Linked DNA regions of Oryzias latipes: region 2 is linked to region 1. The links are chromatin contacts, called in public Hi-C maps. All regions are on one chromosome and are shown on one strand. Each heading gives the region's core, a stretch centred on a gene start, on an enhancer-like site or on the middle of the called end of the contact. The rest is flanking DNA. Distances are from core to core; before and after follow the strand shown.

Region 1 (7,356 bases), core at 4,306-6,805:
AAAATGCCAATGAACCTTGAAAAAGAAAATTGGTGATGTCAAAAAGTGTCTGACCTCAAACCTTATTTTTGCCACATGACATGTGCAGGAAAAAAAATAATGGCCTCACAGCTGAATCTCAAATCTCCTCATCTCTACTCCCCTCTCTTAGACACACACACACTCACACACACAAAGATTGCCTGCAATAATAATAACCCCACAGACGACAGCTTCAGCCCCCACCATACAATCCTTACTTCCCCACCTCCCCCCCCATCACCACCACATACAATCAAACAAAGCCTCACTCTTACCTTGCGCATGACCAATCCTTCCATCTTTCCCTCTTTTTTTTTTTTTTACTCCACCACTCTATCTATGCATGCTCTTCCCTCTCTGCAAACCCAACCACACCTAGAAGCAACACCTTGCACTCTTCTGACCGGCCCACAGCCTACAGCGCGGCACTCACACCCCCAATATATCCAGCCCTGGTCTGCCGTTTTTCCCATCTATCCCTTTTTCTCTGCCCCAGTCTCTTTCCCCCTCTCTCACTCTCCCTTTCTCTCCTCTCCCTCTGTCTTTCCCTCTCCCCTCGCTCCTGGCTGGTGCTGGTGAAATATCAGGGCAAACGGATTCCAGCTTTTTTCTCTGGCTCAGAGGGGTTGTTCTGTGCGATTTGGCCCTGGGGTGCATTTCAGCGCTTCAGATGTGAGAGACACAGAGAGAGGAGGCAATGGAGGGAAAGAAAAAGGAAGTGTGTGTTTGTGAGGGTGTGGGAGACAGACAGATAGAAGGATGGAAAAGGAAAGGATGCACAGCAAGGGCTTATTCTTTCTCTGTGAGGGGCAGTGAATGGTTTTCGAGCGGCAGGCGTTTGACCAGGCTTGAACCAGCAACTTAGGGATGTCTGTTGGGTCTTCGTAGTTTGCGGAGGCCTTGAGGTTATCTCCGTACATAACTAGGACAATCCACCTCCATGACAGGTGTGCGGCCATCTTGGAATCCCTCTGTGGATTCGAGCATGTCTGCATGCCGGTGTAGAAATGGACCAGATGAACAGCTGCAGCCCAGACATTTCAGAGCTTTAAATGAGGTGAAAATGTGTTTAATGAAATGTGCACAGATTTTTTCTGAGCACAGTTTATTGCAGAATGATTGTTTTCTTTTTGTTTATAATTTCTTTTGAGCTTTCAATTACATAACAATGTCACTAAAAACATTTGTGTATTTTTCATGCAAGTTTCAAAAAAAAATTTTCTGTGGTATATTGATGAAAATTATTTTTTAGATTTGATGTTTCTTGGTACTTAATTACTAAAATCTGCCGTTTTTAATAATCATATTAATTAAATATATCATTTAATTGTATCTCACATATATGCATTTATTTTAGTATATATATAAATATACATATATGCTGTTAAAGATTTGTTTAGTGCGTTGCTTCTTCTTGTGAAATCAGTGTATTCTTAGTCACCTTTTTTCCATCTCCCTGTGATCCCAGTAGTTACATTTGAGGTCAGGGGACACACACACACACACGCACACATACAAATGCACACACCATCTAAGAGAAAGACACATAGCTTTCAGAAGAAATCACAGTCGAACTTCCCTGTGTGGAATGATTCTGACATTTTGTTTGGGAGAAATAGCATTTAATTGAAGGGAGGAGCGATACGGATGGCAGTTATGCAACCAAGGGAAAATGTCTACATTTCAACCCAAATTGAAAACATAACAAAGTTTGTGTTCTTGTGTGAGTCGGTGTGCAAATGTATTTGTGTTGAAAGCAAATGCTTTCATCTTTCTTCCAGATGTAGACACTATGAAAATGATCGATATGATTAGAATAAATCAACCTTTTTCCAATTAACGTTTTTGTCGGTTTTGCATATAAAATTTCAAAATCTTTTAACTTTAAAACCAATTTATGTTTCTAGTGGGCCTTGAAACAGACTTAAAGATTAACTTTTGAATTTCATTTTAAGGATATACCTGCTTTTACAAAAAATAGCTCTATTCCTGTATGTTAACATTAATTTATTTGTAAAAAAAAAAAAAAAAAAAAAAAAAAAGAGTTTTTGGCCTTAAATCAAATTAAAGGTCAGAGGTCAGATTCTCACATACAGCAGGACTCTGTGGTGGCCTTCAGCTCCAGTAGGTGTTTACAGAACAGGCCGCTTGAACTCTGGTCATCAGGTTTAATGATGGTCACTAAGAGAGGAGGATGAAGAGTCCTTATAAGGACTCCTCTGCTGCAGTGATAAAGCCAACGAGCATCTTTCAGGGGTCACGTCATGCCTCAAAAAGAAAAAAAAAAAAAGATGATCCCTTTCCCTTTTTTGTATCCGTACTCTGAATTTTCTTTCAAGCATTGACAATGTCTTTGGGCTGACTTGTTTAGCTTGTTAGATGCAGTCCAGGCAGTAGATTGTGGATAAGCTCGCAGCTGAAAAAGGAAGTCGGTCAAAACTGCTTTTTTGACAAACAAAAATTTCTTCGCAGTAGAAAAAAAATGTCATTATGGTTTTAATGAATTAATTAAAGCAATTAACTTCTACAAGGGACTTTTATAAATCTATAAATAATTATTTAAGTTCAGACGTTTCTCTTAGAATTACTTAGACATTCAAAAAACATTTTTAAAACCTTTTTTTCAAATCCTTTTCAAAAACCTTGTCTGGGGCTTTTTAGACAACATAAATATTTTCTAATTATTACTGCATTTGAGTTTTTTTACTAAACACTGCCAGAGTAGGAAAATATTTTTGCCCTGAAGGTCAAGATGTCAATCTGTTACCACTGGACTGACTCCTCTGTGCTGACTGGGTTATTTGGGATGCCCCACTGAGTGTGCAACGGAAAAGGCAAGGGTGTGGAGATGAAGAGTTGGTTGGGGGTTGGGGGGGGGGGGCACACGGATGGATGGATGATGGGCTAGGAAGGTGGAGGGGTGACAGTCCCCATGAGAGGAGAGCGGGGGCTCTTGGAGATCTGAAAGGACCTCTCAGACCACTTAATTGACATGTTCAAGCTGCTGGGTTGTCATGAAGAAAGCAATTTAATAAGCCATGTAAAGACAGAGGTCTCACTTTCATTAGGCCAATAACTAGCAGGCCTCTTGTAAAGTCAAACTGTAATGTAACATTTTATATCATTTCATTTCATTATTATTAATATTGTTGCTGTTGTCATAAAACAGTTTTTGAATAGGTAAATCCAACATATTTAATTTATGATTACTGGAATCCTTTTTTTGCATTGTTTATAATTAAAAAATATTTATATCTATTTTACATACCATTTTAGGAAACTGTATTCAAACCTGTGCTGTTTTGGTCTGCAGAGTCATAAGGATCTGAGTGATAATCAATGCGGAGTTCAGCGTTTAACTGGGTTTGATTTGACGCGGGTGGGTGTGGATGCGCGCGCTCCTGTCTACTCTGACGAGAGGCGGTCAAATTCACTTTTTTTTGTAATATCTGGAAGACACGCTGCAGACGCGTGCCTATTAAGCAGAGTTCAACAATAAAAGAAGATCGGAATACCAAGAGGGTAAGTGGGAGGAGTGCAGCAGGGCCAAGCGAGGCTGAATGGAAACAACTGTGCGCGCGCGTCTGCGTCAGTGTGTTTGTGTGTGTGTGTGTGTGTGTACTTATATGTTACCTCGTTGGGACCCTTTCTAGTCAGAATTTATGGTCCAGTGGGTTCTTCAGTAAAGCGCTCAGTTCTTGTTTGTTTTTTGCTTTTCTGCTGAGGTGTGATTATGGTTTGGGCTGGACGGCTGGTGATTTGGGTTTTTGTTTTTTTAAACAAATGTGAAGTCAGTAAAAATTACTGTGCGCGTCAGGTTTGCATGCGTTTCAGGTCATTTTTTTTATCTAGCAACTCACCCTTTTCCCCATGTGTCTCGTCTTGCCCCGCATCCTCTTCATGGTTGTATCGAAACTTGTGTATATTTTTTTTTGGATTGGAGGGGGGGGGGGGGGTATCATGGCAGATTCGACCCCCTTTGCGTCCCAGTCAGATTGTGCTTATCAAATAAGCAGAGCTGCATCGACAGGACCCCTCGCCAGCCTTTGCCCTTACCCCCGTCCACCCCCTTCACCCCTCAGTCTCAAGAGCTACCCCTCCCCACCACCACCTCTCTATCCCTCTCCTCCACCTCCCTGTGTCTTCCCTAGCTCGAGAGCCCCAACAGCTGTGGTCCTGTGTAAATTTTACATGACTGGCACCACCCATTTTTAACCCTTCCGCTTGTCCTTACCCCCCCCCCCACTCTTCCTCCTCCTCCCCCCACCCTCACCTAATATCATGTTGCATATTACTAGAGTTTATGCAACAGCTCATTTGACGGCGCGCACCGGCTGTCCAGCTCCATGCGTCTAGGGGTTGGGCATTTGCATGTGTGATTGCAGCGCCTGAAGGGGCTCGGCCGTGGGATGCTGAAGTGGGATACTTCGGCGTGCAGGTGGAAGATATAGAACGGGGTCCTCCATGGAGTTCAGGAAGGGGAGGTGCGCAGAAACGACTCCCCTTGACCCCCCCCCCCCATCCTCCTCTCCCCCTCCGAATGCTGCGCAAACCCGTGTACACCCGCTTTGATTTTGATTAGAGGCACTCGTCTAATTGTGGTCATCAGGACTGTCCGCGTTCATCTGGAAGCACTTTGACATATAAGCATCAAAAATCGGACTTGGAGAAAGCTTCAAGGCCAAGGGTGCCCATGGGGGAGGGATGCAGGGGGGGTAGGGGTCAATATGAGGAATTGTTTTATTTCCCTGTAATTTCAAGTAAATTGTCTGAACAAAGGTTTCACTTGTATCACCTCAGTCACAGCAGGAAGAAATTCTAAATCAATGACAAAAAAGAGAAAGAAAGAAAAAGAATATTGAAAATCCCAGGGGCATAATCCAATTAAATCATACCCCCTTGATGTAAGGTGCTGTTTTTAGTCCTCCACGTGAAAATGTTAAAGAAGTTCTGATCTTGGACTATAAGGCAAAAAAGCAGCTCTTTGTTTTTAGCCCATGCAGGCGCAATAGCTTTCCTTTTTTTCTGCTCTTCTCTTTGCTTTTTTTTCCCTCTCCCTCCCTCTCTTTAAAAAGGGAGCGGAAGAGTGGGCTGATACCGGTCTCATGTTGCGTATGGATTTTCGTTTATATAATCGATTGAAATGACCCAATACATTGATTTTGGGTTCAGTGTTTTACAAACAAGCGTTTATGGGTCTCGATTTTATGTTAGGGAAGATTCCAGTGTGCCACCGTTGCGCACAGAAGTCAAGATAGTTGATTTGTAAATAAATACCTGAATACAAACAAAAATAAATATCTTATTGTTTCATGTTTTTTAAAGACAAAAAAAATCTGATTTAGGAGTTGAGAAAAAAGAAAAAGAAGGGGGAAACAGACTTTAAAAAGACAATATTGTGCTGCCTCTCTCCTTAATCAAATAAAGTGGTGTAAAAAATAACGCGCACACACGCGCACGCACGCACACACAAAAGCATTTCCTTCCCTCTGAATTTCTCCTTGAATTATATGCCATCACTAGTGTGTGTGATTGCGGAATATTAAATTAAAGTGGGATAAGTCCGCACCGAGGCGGGCTGCGTCCAATCCGCAACTCATTTCCCCTGTTGTAGCACCGCATCACTGCGCTCCTCTCTTTTCAATGACAATGTGCCAAATCTGGGCATTTTGAAAACACTTTCCATATGCTATTATCGGATCGCTACTGAGCAAGAGAAAGACAGAAAAGAAGGAAAACGGAATGCTTTATACCAAAGGTACCACGAGACTGCATTTTTATGTTTCTTCTTTTTGCTCTGCCTTATTTTAGTTTGGGAAAATTAAAAAAAAACACAAAGGTAAGAGAGGGCGAATTTTAAGTTTTTACACGACCGTTGCTGAGTGGCTTTAAGGGCTGAAGGGGAAAATGTCTCCATAGTTTAATGGTTTGTAGGCAAAAACTTTAGCTTGTTTTATTGTTTTCCTTCTTTTTTCATGTTTTATGGTTCTCAGTAATTGCCGCTTTCTTCTTTTTTGGACTTTTTCTTCTGAGGCTGAGCTGAAAGAACATGTAGTGACACCTTTATTTTTTATTTTTTATACTTCTGCTCTTTTGTAGATTGTATTTGTTAAAGTAAACGATTTCATGGATTTTTTATGAATTGAGATATATTCTGATTTCTTGGATTATGTACGGTCTGTCCGATTGATTTTTGCGCAAATTTCAACATTTTTGTAGCGGTTTTCTTGACTTTACCTGCACATCCTGGGAGAAAGGCTCACATTGGTGTTATGCTTTAGAGAGTGTCACTTGTTATTGTTTGTTTTTAGGGCCTTTCTGGGGCTTGTTTTTGCGTGTTGAGTGGGCTTGTGGGTCACTGTGGCAGGGTTGCGGGTCAGAGCTGGGAGCTTTTTTGGCGTGCTTTTGTGTCTGCCCCGGTGAGGCGGAGGGGGTCAGCTCTGTAACCCCATGAGGGCGCCGACGCACTGGACAAACAAGGCGGAAGTCCGATGGACATCCACTAAAAGAAAAATTAATTTGAGCAGGTGTTTGGACTGGATGGATAAAATAACTTAGAACTTAAGACATTTATTAAAAAATGTAACAAATTGAGCAAAAGCCAAAAATAAATCAATCGAATTTCGACTTTGACCTCATCAAATATTGATTGATTGATCAGTTGAACAGTTATTTTACATGGCATCATACAGTGATGATGCAGCCAATATATTGATATTTCATGATTGATCCGCTGAAGTGACACAAAATCACTTCAAGGTTTAACTCCTACCTTTAAAAAGAGTATTGATGCATCAGAGCGAGAGGAACTCCTTTAATGCCGGATAATTACACGACAATCCCACCCAAAAATTTTTATTTCACTCATCTTGATCAAAGTTTTCGGTGATCCCACCGTGACGTTGCTCAGCTCAGCTGTTTATTTTCTTTACCCACATAAGTCGCACATTGATTCGTGCGCAAAAGCGCGCACAGCGGTGCCAAACCGGAGAATGCAGATAAAAATCTATAATTAATTGAGGATGCCGCTGATATGGAAATGGGGAGAAATATTAGCTAAGGCGGTCTATTGTCGAGCGGTCCTCCAGAGAAAGAGCATCGTCTGCTGGGAGAGAGGGGAGGGTGGCGGACAGGGGGATTTACAAAACGCAGGAGGTTAAGATAAGCGGCAGTCTGTATCAGCTCTCTAAATCCGCTTTGCACTTTCTCATTTTCTCGGGGAAAACAAACAAAAATAAATAAATAACAGACGCATCTTTGCTGAAAATGGCAGCGGCACGCGCAGCTGTTTAATCACTGGAAAGCTGGAAAGAAGGGCATCCTCTCGCAGAAATG
Region 2 (7,268 bases), core at 2,702-5,201, 180 kb after region 1:
GTCATGAAGTGACTTTTTGAGTCAGTGTGTTTACATAGACACAGGTCGATTTGATGGTTATAACATTAAAAAGGTATCTGAAGTCAGATGAAAGGACAAAAAGAAAGAAGTTTGGAAGACAGGTAAGTGTCAAATGGATGAGGTTGAAGTGTTTGAAGACAGCTGGAGTCAATCATATGCTGTCAGAATGGGCCAAGGAGTGTCTGAAAAAGGGAGTGATTAAAAAAAGACAAAAAACAATGACTTAAATATGGTGGATGGCTCTGTCTGTCAGTCACTTAGTGCTCTTAGGGTATGCTTTGGGCAGAGTTCATGCTGCACAGTAGTGGGCATCGTGTCCAGCCTGTAGACAAACAAATGAAAATGAACAGGCAAAGATTGAGCTCTTCATGCATTCAAGAACCTTGTGACATTCAGGTGGGGATGGCTGGTTAAAATATATTTAAGAGCCAGATATATATTATAGTCTCATCTTTGATAAGTAATAAAAGGTGTTGTAAGGTCTTCTGGTAGAAATGGAACACCAGCATAAACATAAACTATATTTTTATTTCCTAACTCCCACAAAAACAGAAATGTGATATTACCACCCCTCTGTGATGCATGTGTGCATCTGCCTAAAGATGATGAAGTCATTATGTGAGCGTGTCCGTGATGCTCGTGTGTGTGCATGCATATCTGTGCAGGGCTGTGCTTGTGCTTGTGTGTGTGCGTTGATATCCATTCTGGATTCCAGGACACACATGTGCACAGGCCTCTCTCCTCCAATTCACCTCTATTACTAGCTATAATCCCATTTCACACTCTATCGATCCCCAAAACTGTTGTTCACCGGAACCAGCAGCAAACACTGGCATTTCTCCCCATCATTTTACCACTATTGTTCTTTATTACACAAAGAAGCTGCCCCCCCCCCCCCCCCCCCCCCCCTGCCTTGTCTTGCAAGGCTAACTCAACTCGGCTGAAATATGAATTATAAATGTATGGCTAATAAAGGAGAAGGGGGGAAGAGACGGAGAAAAAGAGAGAGTTAGAGATAGGGAGAAGTGGTTGGTAGAAACATCAGAGAAAATGACTCCTTTACAAGAGTCTATTGATCAGTTTCTATCAAAGGGGGATGTCAGACATGAGATTACCTGGCAGTTTGAGCATTAGGTGCCGTGTGTTATAGCCCCGGGCCCTTGTACCGCTGCCAAAGGATTGTAAATAAAGCAGAGAGGAGAGAGCAAGAGGGGAGTGCGTTGGGGTATAAGTGTGTGTGAGTTTAGGAATCCTTGTGTGTGTGTGTGTATGTGTGTTGGCCTTTGCAAGTCACTGTTGTGTGCATATTAGTGTTTCTTTTTTATTTCTTGAGGTGTATTTGTGCGCCTGCACCTTTTGGCTTATACCCAAAAGCAGTGTTGCAAGCCTATGAAACTTCAGAAAGAGAGTGAAAGAGTCTTGGGAGGCTTTGGGACATCTCTTGGGAGCACCTTAGCCGGCTACGAATCCTCCAACAAAGCCAAAGGAAGCTCACATGAAGCCTTATGAAGCTTTTATGAGGACCAGGCAGGGCCCGGCCCAGCCTCAACCACTGATTCAGGGTTAGCAAGGTTTTCTTCCTTCTCATGTTAAAGGCTAGCAGTGAGAGCAGGGTAATCTGACCGCAAATCTGTGATTATAAACTGCACGATGGGCTTTGAAGGCCTACGAAGTTGTTGAGGAGGATAGATGGAGACAGAATTAGATTATGGCTTTATATAACTCTTTAGATTTTGAGGTCAGAATAAAAGACTGAGAAATTACTTAGGGACTGACAATGACAAAATTACAATTTCTTGGATCTTTTGGACAGATGTATACACAAAATGTTTACAGGATTAAGACTCAATAGACTATACAAGTAAGCCCTTTGTTTTTGTGCTGTTTGACTCATATTCAACTTTTCCTCTTTACAGATTTATTTCTAGAAAATAAAAAAGCCATGCTGCACGTTGCCTGTCTCAATTTTTCAGTGTGTACGTCTTTTAGAGAATAGTTTGTGTAAACGATTGTTCCATGCAACTAATTGCTCTCTGTGTGGCCTCCACTGGTGGGAGGTGTCACTGAGGTCACCCCAAGACTAATGCCCTGAATATGAATTTGATCCCAATCTCAAGTTTTCACATCTCTGCTTTATTGATTATTGAGATTCATAGCAAACTTTCACCTTGAGGTGCAGTGCAATAGCCAAGGTTTGAAACTTGCACATGCACACAGACACACAAGCAAAAGTGTTTGTGCATCATAAAATATTTAGGAAATCCAGCTGCAGCTTCAATTTTCCTAAGGCTTTAGTTTTTAAACAGTTTTGATGGTGCAAAAGCTTAGGTTATTGCATCTGTTAAATGTAGATTTTATTTTCTTTAACTTTCATTGTTATTTTAATGGTTCTAGCTGAGTGTTTTTATTTATTTATTTTGGTCTTTTCGATAAAAACACAGTGCTAGCGTGTAGCTTTAAAAGGGTAACAAAAATGCACTTAACATTTTCTCTTTTTCTATTTTGCTCGGTCAAATACACATAGTGAAGGTTTGTCCTGTAAGTATTTAACACACACACACACACCCTCTCCATATTCAGTGTGCCCACCCTCTCAATCTTCACTAGCCCTGGCCACCGATGGCTGACGGTTTATGCTATATTCAATGAGTAAGGAATTTTGTGAAAAGGTTTTAGGAGGTTTGAAGAAACACTGACTCAAAACAGTGCATGGAGGAAGAAGAAAAAGAGAAGGTAGCAAATCTTAAAATTTTAATTGAAACCATAAAGGTCCGGCAAACCAAACCTAACCAAAAAGCTTGAGTCGTGGTTTATGTATCCACTCAATGTGCTAAATTACTTGGTGTAGGACAATGGAGTTTTATTGCATGAAGATGGAGGAGACGGCTTAGAAGGGAACGTGATTGAAGGGCTGCAGTCAGAGGCTCAAGTAGCTCGCTCAAGGTAAAGAGTGCCATCTATTGACCAAAGCGGGGAGCCCCTCTTTTGTCTCTGCAGAACAACTGCTTCCGTGTTCAAGTGGAAGCAGTAAAACGTGTCCGTTCCTCCTCTCTCTGCTTCAGAAAGTCGCTCAGCTCTCCTGTGGGGAAGAGCTTTTTTTATTTATTTTTGGATTCCAAAGTGACTCATGTTTTTCCACTGTACTTTTTGAGAATCAATAATCATTTCTGTTTAGGCAAACTCTGTGAATCAATCCTAATTGGGGGGTGGGCTTGCTGGAGGTTGTGATATATTTTTTCATGTTTGTTCTCGTGATTATTTCTGTATAGCAAACATGTTTATTATTATTATATTATATTATGATATTATGTGGCTATTTTTTATTTATTTTTTGGTCTGCCAGATGACCATTTGAATTCAAATGAATTTTAAGCAAGTGTGCCTGCAGTGAACTGTTGCTCTTCATCTCACACTTTTCTTCCTCTGTTGTCTCTCCCTGTCTCCTGCTCAGTGGAGGAGTTGGCAGTTGGTGCAGAAGAGGCGAGGCGGATGGAGGGGTGCCTAAATGAGGGGAAGCTAGCGGAGGAGAAAATAAGGTAAGAAGGTAGAAGAGGAAAAGAGGGGAAAGAAACACCCTCTCCCACCCTGGTTCCCATGCTCCCCTGGATAAGCTCAGTAATCAAAAACATTTAGACCTTTTATGTGCTGTGCACAGAAGGTCTTTTTTTTTTTTTTTTGCTGAACATGTGTGGAACAGAGCAGCCATAATCACCTTCACTTTTAAGTCAGTAATTATTCTTTTTATTTGATTGCATTCAATACTTTGTATTTACTATCAAGTATATGGAGAAAATATATGGAGAGACAATAGATTGAAGGTGATGGAGTTCAGAGTTCGTAGGGGAGACCCCTGCTTGATCCTTGTGTGTTACCAAAGCTGTGGTGATGACATCAGCAAGCATGTTTCACCCACCCGTATGTGTGTGTGTGTGTGTGTGTGTGTTTATGTGCGCCTGTTTGTGCACACATAGTTGTGGTTGTGGCTTTGGCTTCAACATGACCTCACTGCAAGTCTCCATCTCAGGGAGTTTCTTGGTTAAATTGAGCTATGGAACATACTCGTCGTCAACCGACAATTTAAAACTCAGTATGGCGACTTTATAGGCTACATTCTGAATTATTACATTTTATGACATTTAAGCCAGTTTTAGGTACTACGTGGTAAAACAATCGCTGTGTCTGCATATTAGATCCATTTGCCGAAACATGCTGTTTACTGTTAACCCAGTATTATCTAATAAGTGCAAAGACATGAAAGGTTTTTAAGCAACAACACGGTACTAATGGCTTCCATCTGTGCTGTGGGAAATCCCCCCCTTTCTCCACAGGATGCCTCCTCTCTTTCTACCCTTTCCCTCTCCCACTCTGTTCTTCCTATCATATGCTGTCTCCATGGAGCAATCTATCAAGTCTTTTCTTTCTTTTTTGTTTTGGCTGTCTGGTTGTGCTTAAGCTTTCGCAGGCACTGACTTGCTGTATTAAAATTAGCTTTAAATTTGCTGCTCAGACATTTAGTCAGTGATTTGGTGAGCAGCCTACTTTCACTGTTGGAGTTTAATTCAGGACTGGTTTTCTATATTTTCCACACTGTATAAATGTTTTTGATTTGAAGAGAAATGAACTCATTTGAAATGATATGTCTAGTTTGGTCATTAGTCAGTTTTCATCAGCATATCTTTCTGAAAACTTCCATTGAAAGATGAAAAAAAAAGTGTTTATATTTGTGTGTTTTTATCTTACATATACTTATATGGTGACTACTAGTCCGTTTTTCCTTTTTTACTTTAATATCCATTAAATGTTAGTTGTGGTTCATGTGCAGAAAACTTCGACCTTTAAAAGGTGTAACTAATTTTGCTTCGCTATTAGTAAAAGTGTAATTTCTTATTCTTATTTCAGCTTACAAGGTACAGTGTGGGTCAAGGGTGGCGCGGTTTGTTTTGGTTTCCGTGTGCGTGTGGAGAGCGGGTGGGGGTGTTGAGGCTCAAGAGCGGTCGAAGCGACGCTGTGGAGGGAGGTTTGTGGAAATGGTAATCATTTGTCGTATCGATTCTCCTGTAGCCAGGGCAGCCGGCACGCACAGGCTCGCTCGCACACACGCTCATAGACACAAATGGACCAGAGCACACACAGGCACACAGTTGCGTGGCAGAAATAGACCCCTCCATATTGATCCCCTTCACATTCCCTTAGCTTGGCTGCCACACACACCCACACGCAAATATACTCTCACTCTTATGGGCCTATTTTAACACTTAATAGCTGAGTGACACGCCCGTGTTTGTTTTTAGGAACACTAATGGAATTCATATCATTTTGTTACATTTGACTTTTTGGGAGGATAGATGAATTCCTGCTTAGTGGCACCAAGATGTACTTTTTTTGTAGTTTTTATTTAGAAATAAAACAAGGGCATTTTTGTTGGTATACAGTTCTGTGCTGAATGGCTGGAGAAACAGGTGGCAGAGCTCAGCGAATATCTCTGCCAGGCTGTTGCTCAGTAACTCGAGGCAGAGAGAGAAAGCATGCAAACACAAGCGCTTGTAAATAATTTGAGTAACAAACCTCTCTTTATATGTAATTATCATATCCCCCCACCAGTAAGTTTATTGATGTTTGTCTTTTAGCTGCTGACCTGACTCATTTTGGGTCAAATGATCGGAGCAAGTTTACTGTATAGCATAAACATGAATGCTGATAATCTCTCTTCTCTCATTCCTTTTCCCCCAAGGTCTTTCTTACCTTTCCTTCCCATCCTCCATACCCCCCCCCCCCCAAACCTTTTGGATGATTAGTGGCATATATCCGGTGCTAGAGCCTGGATTATCTTGTCTAAGAGAGGGAGGGTTGTGAGAGGAACCTAAACCTAGAAAGGTGATTTTGAGCATTAATTCCTGTGTGTAATATTCCTTGATATTCCCTAATGTTCTGGCTTGGAGGGGAAGGGAATCTCATGGGAGCGCAGTTTTCAGCACTGAGCCGCTGCTGTACAAAGACAGAATGGATAATTAAGGGTAAAATCCGAATGAGCGAGTGATGTTCACTTACACCTAAAATAACTTTGAATTCTATCTTAAGCTTCATTGATCTGTGAGAGTCTCTCAGATCTTAATTTTCCATTTTGTGTTAATTTCTTTCCCTTTATTTTTCTGAGGCCTTTGTTTCTTCCCCTTTCTTGTTCGGTTTCACCACTCTTCATTTCGTTTTTTTTCTCATTCCCATTTCCCCGTCTTTCTCTTTACTCATCTTTTCTGCTTCAGTTTCTCACATTATGTTTAGAGCACCTGGGTTTGATGATTTTGGTTGCTCAGGGCTGGCAGAGAAACCTTCTAAAGCCAGTTGATTGTCAGTCAGCTGTTGGGCCAGAGCTCAAAAATAGTTCTTGAACTATTTCACGACTGTTGAAAAAAACCTTTCATCTCAGTCTTTGCACTGTGGCTGGCCTTCTATTCTCTGTCTTCTCTGATCAGAAATGTTGCATGGCACGACAGAGTCTCTCATGCCAAACGTGCCGCATAAAGCATTAAAGATCATCCATCTATTCGTTTTTAAAACACACTCAAGCCGCCTCTGTTCAGAGCCTTAGAAAGGTTGCTTTCTTCATTCTTACTGAGTGTGAAAGCAGGTACACCCCAGCAGGATGCCAGTCATCACAGGGCCACACAGAAACAAGATATGGGTTACTCCACACGATAAAGACCCATCTGAGACACGAAGAGAGGCCGCAGCGTGGACCATCAAAGTGGAATGCCCGATTAAAATGATCAATCTCAGAACAGCAGTGTGTGCAATCTGTGGCTTTTAATAATTATAAACTTTTATCATAAAAGTAAAGGCAAAATCCCTGTGTTTGACATTGTTCACATGTGTGAAAACACACAAAATATCGATAATTGTAATGTAAGGGCTGCCACTCAAGATGATATTGAGAAGCAGCTGGATGGCGGACAACCTCAAGCAAACTTTGATAGTCATGATCGTCCAGCAGCCAGAGAACTTGTATTAGTTTGATTATTCCAGTAAGCAAGGCAAAAGCTGTGGGAAGGGACTCCACTGAAGCTCCACCCTTATTAGGGAACACGTTACTGCACAAAAGATGCATAAACCCCTTGTGAAATAGAGTCAAACATGAGCATCGGCTAAATAGTGCAGTTCTAAATTTAGTATTGCTGCTGTTGTTGAAATAATCATCAAGAACAAACAAAAAAACTGAAAACAAACAGTGTTGAACAACATAAACAAATTTA

What was found. A called contact is a pair of places that touch in the nucleus more often than the background predicts.
Region 2: a contact with region 1 is called in a Hi-C map of embryo, with 1.8 times the contacts expected there. The contact joins the enhancer-like site here to the promoter of zfhx4 in region 1. A contact is called at or near these places in 4 of 5 Hi-C or Micro-C datasets (embryo and fibroblasts).

What each region holds. Positions count from the first base shown.
Region 1 is chr20:13,812,940-13,820,295 of ASM223467v1, forward strand. zfhx4 (zinc finger homeobox protein 4) reads left to right here and starts at 5,556. Exons shown (of 12, transcript XM_023950365.1): 1 at 5,556-5,779. It overlaps LOC110017289 (a long non-coding RNA gene), which reads right to left and starts at 2,876. Exons shown (of 3, transcript XR_002872385.1): 1 at 297-2,876.
Region 2 is chr20:13,994,765-14,002,032 of ASM223467v1, forward strand. It overlaps LOC105356674 (trichohyalin-like), which reads left to right. Exons shown (of 9, transcript XM_023950398.1): 7 at 3,473-3,557. Among protein-coding and RNA genes, the nearest start is that of LOC105356674, 10 kb to the left of the region's middle. Within about 2 kb of position 3,952, at least 3 of the 8 cell types and tissues checked have an H3K27ac peak or open chromatin away from gene starts, as enhancers often do.